Regions from separate parts of the Mus musculus genome. Here regions 2 and 3 are each linked to region 1. A link is a contact called in public Hi-C and promoter capture Hi-C data. All regions are on one chromosome and are shown on one strand. Each heading gives the region's core, a stretch centred on a gene start, on an enhancer-like site or on the middle of the called end of the contact. The rest is flanking DNA. Distances are from core to core; before and after follow the strand shown. Region 1 holds the start of Nomo1 (nodal modulator 1). Region 2 holds the start of Kcnc1 (potassium voltage gated channel, Shaw-related subfamily, member 1). Region 3 holds the start of Sult2b1 (sulfotransferase family, cytosolic, 2B, member 1).

Region 1 (2,896 bases), core at 183-2,682:
CCTCTCCAGCCCCATAAATATCTTTTTAAATATAATTATGAACTTAGTTAATATGTTTTGCAGAAGAAAACATCATTTAGCCAGGTAGGTGGTATATGCTTTTAATCCCCAGCACTCAGGAGGCAGAGGCAGGGGGATGTAAGTGAGTTTGAGGCCTACCAGGGCTACCTAGTGAGATGAAGTCTCAAAGCCAAGTACAGCATCATTTGTAATGGAAAACCATGTCAACAGAAATACATCATTGGTAATAAAGAAGCCAGATGCACAGATTTCTTTATGTGCACATGTGTGGGTGTGTCAACACAAAACCAGAGCTCTCATCTTAAGGGGAATAATAGATAGTTTATTCTGGAGCCATTTTGAGCCATGGCCCAGGAACACAGATTCCAGATTACCTCAAATTCTATCGTCCATCATGGAAGCAGTGTGAGGTGTCAAACCTGGGACACACCGCTGAGGTGCCTATTTAACATATTAAAGCGGACCTGGCCCCCAGGTTCTATCAGCAACACTCAGCTCCTAACTCTTACAGGGCCACCATGGCTGACATCCCCCATCCCCTGCCCTGAACTCTCCAGGGCTACACCTCTGTGCCTCCTGGCTGCTGCACTTGGTTCCCCTCTCTCCACTCTCCCTTCCCCTCCCTGTCTCTTCTCATGGCTCAGGGTCACGTTCACTCTGGACTCTCCCAGATGTTCCCGCCTCTGGCTGTGCTCTCCCAGATGTCTATAATAAACCTTCTGCCCCAGCACATCCATCAGAGGACGCCTGGAGTATCACTGTCAGGTAGGAAGGTGACCCACATCCTCGGAGACTGAGCTTCTTACTGTTCTCCCCTTAGACTAGACAGTGAGCCCCGGGGGTCCTCCAGTCTCCACCTCCCCAGTGCTGAGGTTGCTGGTGTTAGCATGGTTCTGGGGGTCAAACTCAGATCCTTATCATTGTGAGACACTTTACTGACTGCCGTCAACCCAAGACACCCCCCAACCCCCCACCCTTACTCTCTGGTTACCCTAGTACTCTCTATGTAACCCAAGCAGGGCTAAAGTTGCCCAGGTTGGTTTTGAATGTGCCCTGTGGTTCAGGCAAGCCTTAGACTTGTTTGGCTAAAACAAAATTTTAATATACAGTCAAGCACTGGTAAGAGATGGCGTCGTGGGAAAAAGAACTAAATAACACATTTCTAAAGGGCTTTTTGAAATTACATCTGGCGTGAAATATGTGAGTCAAAAAGACTTGGGCTTTGTTGAATACATTAATCAACAAAAAAGCTCTTAGCCGTGACGATGACTCTGAAGTGGAAGCCTGTCTGGGCTGTTCCTTCCAGAGGCTGCGCAGAGTCCTCCAGGACGCCAGAGGCGCAAGCGGCCATCATTCCGGGCGGATCGCGTGTCGCGTCGGTCTTTCTTGGGGGCGTGGGCGCAGGGCCGCGGCGCGCCTGCGCAGAGCAGCTCCGGGGCGGGTCCTGGGCTTGTCAGCCCAGCGAGGAGAAGGAAGGAGCCGGCTGCGTGCGGTGTGAGGGGCGGGACCGGGCGGGTTGCGGAGGGTAGGCACGCGGAGGCCGGGCCATGCGTGCGGGCCGGTGTGCCGCGGCGCTGCTGCTGCTGCTACTGAGCGGCGCGGGGCGCGCGATCGGCTCCGAGGACATCGTGGTAGGCTGCGGGGGTTTCGTGAAGTCGGACGTGGAGATCAACTACTCGCTCATCGAGGTGAGCCCCGGCCGCGCGTAGCCGGGTGGGCTGGATGACCCTTGGCCAGGCTCTCGGCTGCTCTGCACTCTTCCTCAGCCGCGCCGAGGAGCGGGAAGGCCGAGAGGGTCTGCCCGACCCCGGCTCCCCCATACCAGGACCTCCGAAACTCTAATCTGCCCAACCCATATTGCAGAACTTGGAAACCACACGTGTCACTCTCCGTACTAAAGACCCCAAGGCTCGGACTTACCGCTCCTCCATCCTCCCTGGGATGAATTTAAAGATGATCGATTCCCATTGCTAAGTCCTGACATGGAACAGTGTAACAACCTCTGGGGCTGCGAAGCTGCCCTACCTTCCCCACCTCTCCTTTTTAAAGTTGCCAGCCACCTTGCATAGTTGCTGGAATTACACTAGAGATTTGTGGAGTTATTTTTGACTGAGTCGAAAGTTAATGTGAAGTGGTTATCAACCCGGTGGGATTCTGACCCAGAAAGCCTGTGAGAAGAGGGGGTGGGGTAGAAGTAGACACAGGGGATTGGAGAGAGAGCTAGGCTAGGTTTTCCCAGGAGGGCTGGTAGTGCTGCCAGAGAAAGGAGGGAGATGGGAAGAGGTAAAGACTGGTGCCCAAGGAGGAGAAATGTGGAGGTGCCAAAGAGAAGGGCACCCGAGAGCCCTTTGAGCTGACCCAGTGGGGCCGGGGGGAAAAGGTGAGAAGCCGTTCCCACCCTGAATTCCTGTGGGCGTAGCCTTTCTTCAAACTACCTTTCTTCTAGGTGGGGTTAGAGGTGGTGTAAGATTTCCCGACGCGGAGAATCAACTGTCATCTTCCAGGCTTTCTCTGTAGAGTCCCTCTACCTCGTTGGTTGATTTATAATTGATTTTCCAATTTTTTGAGACACAGTATGGCCTTAGATTTACAATATACCCAAGGCTGGCTTTGAACTCTGGACACTCTTGCCTCTGTTTCCCACAGTGCTGGATTACAGGAGTATGTCCTGGTTCCATGTCACCAGGGGCCGTGCCACCTACTGGCTTTGTAGCATTGGGCATCTCAGAAGCTGCCCTGGAAGGCTTTTCAGCTTGAGCTTTCTGCAGCTTTGAGAGGAAGGAGAGGACAGTCAGGGGTGTCAGAGGACAGTCACCTCACCCCTAAGCACTAACAGGGATTACGAGAGCAGAGAGTAGGTTTTGTGGTCCATTGT
Region 2 (2,896 bases), core at 150-2,649, 360 kb after region 1:
TGAAAGCCATCTATCCTGCCTCACTCTGAGACCAAAGGGAATGGCTGTCTGGAGGAACGCTGTGATTAGTTTCTGGAGGGAAGAGGTCTCCTCAGACTTTTCTCCTCTTTGTCTGTCCATCTCTGCCCCTTTCTGATAACTCTGCCTCTCTGCCTCCCGCCTCTCACCCCCTCTCTACCTCCCCGCACTTTCCCCCTGTGACATGAAGATCTGTTTTAATTAGTGCTGTGATTCCCACGATCAGGTGGGGAGATAGGTCACAGGTTTGTCCCTAGGCTCGCAACAGTGCCTGGGGGTCAGTATAGACAGACAGCTATCTGCACTGTTAGCCAACAGGTAAGAGTCTCTCGCTTCTTAATTAAATCCCCTGTGCCGGGGCAGCCTGTTCGATTGTAGTGGACAGGAATCAATAAGCATCTTTCATAGCCCAGTGGCCTCTGGAGCTGGGCCTGACCTTCCAGTCCCTCTCAATCCCACCTGCTCACTTCTTTAAAAAGCTGGGAGTCCCTGGAGGTTGAGAGCTGGGTCTGACTTGTCCCGTGTGATTTTTGTACTTGGTAGAGAATCTGGAGCAAGTACGGAATGAGAGCTAATGACTGTTGATTAAATAAACCTAGGGGTGAGTGGCAAGCGTGGGCCAGAAGGACTTTGAAGTTAGAAATACGATCTCTGTCCCCAGCATTAACTTCCAGTATGTAGGGACCACAGCCCTGGACATGCATGGCTCACCACCCAGAGTGCCTGAAGGGGAGCGAGGCCGCCAGTATTCAAGGGGCTGAGCAGTCTTTGTGCATGTTTTCATAAGGTAGTTCAGTTTTCTGGGTAAACTGAGGTCTGTCTGTCATGGTTGTGACTAAGCCACCCTAGAATCAGGAAGGGTTCAAGGCCTGAAAGGGGCCAAAGGGATCAAGAGGGGCTCGGGATTGATCATTAATGGTGAGTTAGGACAGAGGGATGGTGAAAAAGGTATTATTTTACAGTCCCTGTAAGAAGTTATCTCTGAAAGAATCATTGGGCCTTCAGGCTTCCCCGGGAAGGGTCGGTATTAAAAGATTCCTTAAGAGGTCAGTCTCGTCCTGGTCAAGGAATGGCTTGTCTGCTCAGGGTATCAGATGGCTCCTGGGTTAGAAGAGGAGCTGGCCGCCGCCCTTCTCACCTCGGTGTGACGGGGGCGCGGGCCCAGACGTCGCTGGGAGCCTCCGCCCAACAAGTGGAGCTCCCCTAGGGCGGAGCGTCGGCGGGTCCCCACCGAGCAAGAGGCAACGAAGGGCGGGCGCCCCCAGCGCCAGGGTTGAGGGAGGCGGGGTTCGGTGCCGGCCTCGGAGGGGGGCGCAGAATCAGGGCTTTTTAGGACCCAGCGCGGCGCCTCCCTCCGGGGGCGAGTGCGGCTGCGCGCGCCGTGTGCCCGTGTCCGGAGAGCCGCGGGCTGGACGCGGACCGCGCGAACGAGCAAGCGAGCAGGCAGCGGAGCAGCAGCCCGGAGGCAGCAGCGGCGCGGCGGCGGCGGTGGCGGCGGTGGCCGCTCCGCGCCTCGCCTCCCTGGCCTCGCCAGTCTCGCTGCGCCGCGCCCGGACCTGCCACCCCCGCCTACCGGGCCCGACCTCGGCAGCGCCCCTCGCCTCGGCTGCCAGCGCCACCCGCCCTCCTAGAGCAGAGAGCGGAGTGCGGGGCGCAGAGACACCGGAGCCAGTGCCCGCCGGCCCCGCCAAGCAAACCCGGCCGGGAGAACCTTCGCTCGGCCCAGCGCAGCTCCGCAGCCGTCCGGGAGCTGTCCCTTCAGCACCGCCGCGGAAGCCTGAGTCCCAACGCAGCCCAGCGGAACCCCTGACCCAGCCCGAGCGCACAAGGTGCTGCGCTCAGCGGCCGCCCCGCGGGGCAGCACCCTGGTGCCCCTACCCAGGGGACCCGCCATCCCCTCCGGGAGGCGGGGAGAAGGAACGAGGAGGGAGGTCAGGCAGCTTCACCCGCCACCGAGGGGAGTAGGCAGATAGGCAAGGAGAGCCGAAGGGGACCGGTCACGCAGGGAGGAGAGCAAGCCGCATCCGTCCCCACCGCACCGGGAGCGCGCTGCAGCGACCACCGCAGAGCCAAGCGCGGATTTCTCGTAACCCCCTCTTTCCCAGCTGGGGCTGGTCTATCGGTCCGGCCCCCGAAACGGAGCAGCTGACCTTCCCCTAAAAAGCTTTGTGTCGGTTTCTCCATTTTCCCGCTGAGATGATACCGGGAGCCCGGCCCCCCCATCCTCTCTCCCCTCCTCCCGGGCCTCGCCGCTGAGCGCCGCCCCACTCCCTTCCTCCCTCCCTCTTTACCTCCCTCCTCTCTTCCACTGCCTCCTCCGCAGCCAGGCCAGCTCCCTCTCACACTAGGCGCCTTAAAGACCCTAGGGAGCCCGTGCACACACCCCTGGACCCGCACCTGCCTGACAGCTCCCCCTGAGGGAGCTTGGCTCGTTGGTTGGGGTGGGTGGCCAGAGCCGCGGTCCTCTGTGCCCCCCGACGGCTGGGGGGAGGGGGGAAGAGGCCCTGCGCCCCCCTCCCCGTCGCCAACTCCCCCTGGCGGCAGCTCCCATGGGTGTCGCTGGGCCGCGCCATGCCTAAGGGGGCGCCGCGATGGGCCAAGGGGACGAGAGCGAGCGCATCGTGATCAACGTGGGCGGCACGCGCCACCAGACGTACCGCTCGACGCTGCGCACGCTGCCCGGCACGCGGCTTGCCTGGCTGGCAGAGCCGGACGCCCACAGCCACTTCGACTATGACCCGCGTGCCGACGAGTTCTTCTTCGACCGCCACCCGGGCGTCTTCGCTCACATCCTGAACTATTACCGCACCGGCAAGCTTCACTGCCCGGCCGACGTGTGCGGGCCGCTCTACGAGGAGGAGCTGGCCTTCTGGGGCAT
Region 3 (2,896 bases), core at 108-2,607, 290 kb before region 1:
TGTCTCCCCATGTAGCCCTGGCTGGCCTCGAACTCACCTGCCCCTGCCCTCTTAGTGCTGAGATTAAAGACATATGCTGCCCGGGGGCACACTCTTGATAGCTAATTGATAGAGAAGGTCCTAGCCCACTCAGGGCAGTGCCCCTCCTGGGCAGGGGCCTGGGGTTTATAGAGTTAGCTGAGCAAGCTCTAAGGAGCCAGGCAGTCACAGCAGGATCCTGTGTGATTTCTGCTTCTGTTCCTGATTGCGTTGCTTCTCTGTGATAAGGCTGGGGCCTGGAAGTGTAAGCCACACAGGGCCTGTCTTCCTTCGGTTGCTTTTGGTCAGGTGGTCTATTACAGCGACAAAGAGAGAAGCAGAATGCGCAGTGGCTTTCCTTCTCTGTGAAGACTGTGGAGTAGTCTGCATGCGAATTCACACGAAATGAGGAACCTCCTCCACAGACACGCGCGGTTCCGAGAACAAGCAACAGCCAGGGCAGACAGAGCGCTCAGAGAGAGCCAGATTAACCTTCCAGTGGATAAGCAGAGGTTTACCCAGTGACACTGTGCCCAGCAGCACACACCTGCCATTCCAGAACCCGAGACACTGAGACAGCAGGACCAGCTGAGGTTCAAGGCCAGCCTGGGCTACATGAAAACCTTTCTCAACAAAAATGAACAAATTACCCAGCAAACCATGCGCGGCTGGTGGCACTCAGTGCTGTGAAGGCTTGGGAGACAGGGAAGGATTGGGGACACTGTGGCAGCCCTAGAGGGGAGGGGACATTAGCTAGGCCTTCAGAGTCTCCCTGGAGCAGGGACTTAGTGCGCAGTGCAAAGGAAGGTACTGTTAGCAGAGGACAAGCTGCCGGGTTCTGCAAAGCAGGCTCCTCCCCTTCCTCCTCCCTTCTCTCCTCCCTTCCTCCCCAGCCCAGACTAGCACTACCGGTACCTGATTTGGGGTAGGTGACAATGAAGATGTCGTCGTCCCGCACGTTGCTAGTGTTCTCAGCCAGACTGAGGCTCTCCGGTGAGTACATGCCGACAGGAAAAGGGATACCTTTGTATCTGAAGTATTCACCTCCAAAATTCCAGCTGAAAGAGGGGAAGGGCACGTGTAAAGAAGACCAAGGAGGTGGGCAAGAGTCGCAGGGCCCTCCATTCACACGCCAGTGAGGAGTGTCCTTTCTCTGAGCCCCGTGTGTCCACCTGAGGAGTAGATCCACTTCAACTCCACCACAGCAGTCCCGTGATGTCATACTGTCGCCCCCACACTATGGGTGTAGAAAGCTGAGCGTGGAGGGTGGGAGTGACTCGCCCAAAGCTACGCTTCTGGTAGGAGGAAGGGTACTTCATGTCTGCAAAGTGGAGCTAAGTGTTCTCCTTATGTCTATTCCACATCCCAACCCTGGAGGGCGACACCACGTCATCAGGCCATTTTCCGAACGAGGAACCCAAGCCAAAGGTGGCAGGTGCCCCCGCCAACGCTGCACGCTGCAGAGCCCATGTGAGAACCCACGATGACTCACCGAGAAGCTAAAACGATCTAGCTGTTTGTCCCAAAGCCATGACGCATTTACGCAGCCACGAAACCGAGTTTCCAAAGAGAAGACTGAACCTAGACCTTTCAGAATGGTGCAAGAAGTGGTCCACTACGGAGCCCCGCCCCATCCCCCCCCCCCCCGCACTGTGAGCCCCGCCCACAGCCCTCTATTAATTTGTTGGAGACAGAGTCTCACTAAGCTGTTCTGGCTGGTCTTGAACTTTTGATTCTTGTGTGTCAGCCTCCTAAGTAGCTAGGATGACAGATTTGGGCCACCAGGCTCATGTGGGACACATATTTTATCTACTGATTTTTTTGTACTGATGGAGCTTGAGCCTTGATGCTGACACATTAGGCTATCACTCGACCACCACGCTACAACCCTTGGTTTCATGTTTTGAGGGAAAAGGAAACCACAGCATATTGCTTTGTTTTGAAGAAACGCACCCACTAAAAGTTCCTAAGAACAGCCTGGCTTCTGGATGCCGCATCTGCTTCGTTCCTCTGACTGGTGGGACCTCTGTGAGTGAGACCAGTGGATCACATCACGCTGGTCATTCCCAAAGGCTGAGACAGGAGGACAGAGAACTAAAGGCCAACTCCAAAAGTACAGGGAGATTTGGACTCAAAAAGGAAAAGACACTGGGGTGTGGTGGCGCACACTTTAAGTCCCAGGCAGAGTCAGGGAGATCGCTGAGTTTAAGGCCAGCCTGGTCTACAGAGTGAGTTCCAGGACAGCCAGGGCTACACAGAGAAACCCTATCTCGGAAAAAAAAAAAAAAAAAGACAGGGTTTCTCTGTGTAGCCCTGGCTGTCCTGGAACTCACTCTGTAGACCAGGCTGGCCTCGAACTCAGAAATCTGCTTGCCTCTGCTTCCCGAGTGCTGGGATTAAAGGCGTGCGCCACCACGCCCGGCTGAGAAACCCTGTCTTGAAAAACGAAAAAAAAAAAAAAGAAGAAAGAAAGAAAGAAAGAAGAAAGTTTGTAGTGGTAGAGCCCCTACCTAGAATCCCCATTCCAGCTTACACTTCTACATTGCTGTTCATCACTAAAGGAAGTCAGGACTGGAACTCAAGCAGGTCAGGGAGCAGGAGCTGATGCAGAGGCCATGGAGGGATATTACTTACTGGCTTGCTTCCCCTGGCTTGCTTAGCTTGCTTTCTTATAGAATCCAAGACTACCAGCCCAGAGATGGCACCACCCACAGCCCCCCCCCCCTTGATCACTAATTGAGAAAATGTCTTACCGTTGGATCTCATGATCTCATGGAGGCATTTCCTCAACTGAAGCTCCTTTTTCTGTGATAACTCCAGCCTGTGTCAAGTTGACACAAAACCAGCCTGTACACCCAATGAGGGGCAGGCGACGTGG

The links. Promoter capture Hi-C pulls out the DNA fragments that hold promoters and counts their contacts. Hi-C and Micro-C count contacts between places; a contact is called where the count stands out from the background.
Region 2: a Hi-C map of CD8 T cells shows a contact between it and region 1, with 4 times the contacts expected there. The contact joins the promoter of Kcnc1 here to the promoter of Nomo1 in region 1. A contact is called at or near these places in 2 of 484 Hi-C or Micro-C datasets (CD8 T cells and embryonic stem cells) and 1 of 115 datasets of contacts at active chromatin or transcription factors (memory CD8 T cells).
Region 3: a contact with region 1 is called in a promoter capture Hi-C map of hippocampal neurons, with 4 times the contacts expected there. The contact joins the promoter of Sult2b1 here to the promoter of Nomo1 in region 1. A contact is called at or near these places in 9 of 39 promoter capture datasets (the C10 cell line, HPC-7-derived erythroid cells, cranial neural crest and 6 more), 2 of 15 datasets of contacts at CTCF or cohesin (large pre-B cells and pro-B cells), 4 of 484 Hi-C or Micro-C datasets (the AML12 cell line, CD4 T cells, the G1E-ER4 cell line and 1 more), 14 of 115 datasets of contacts at active chromatin or transcription factors (the SCID.adh cell line, bone marrow-derived macrophages, double positive thymocytes and 10 more) and 4 of 9 other capture datasets (adipose tissue, liver, macrophages and 1 more).

Annotation. Positions count from the first base shown.
Region 1 is chr7:46,032,264-46,035,159 of GRCm38.p6, forward strand. It overlaps Nomo1 (nodal modulator 1), which reads left to right and starts at 1,433. Exons shown (of 31, transcript NM_153057.4): 1 at 1,433-1,709. The coding sequence starts at 1,569.
Region 2 is chr7:46,395,069-46,397,964 of GRCm38.p6, forward strand. It overlaps Kcnc1 (potassium voltage gated channel, Shaw-related subfamily, member 1), which reads left to right and starts at 1,400. Exons shown (of 4, transcript NM_001112739.2): 1 at 1,400-2,896. The coding sequence starts at 2,610.
Region 3 is chr7:45,741,121-45,744,016 of GRCm38.p6, forward strand. It overlaps Sult2b1 (sulfotransferase family, cytosolic, 2B, member 1), which reads right to left and starts at 1,358. Exons shown (of 6, transcript NM_001360784.1): 1 at 934-1,358. The coding sequence starts at 1,240. It overlaps Gm31597 (a long non-coding RNA gene), which reads left to right and starts at 842. Exons shown (of 3, transcript XR_391433.4): 1 at 842-1,011.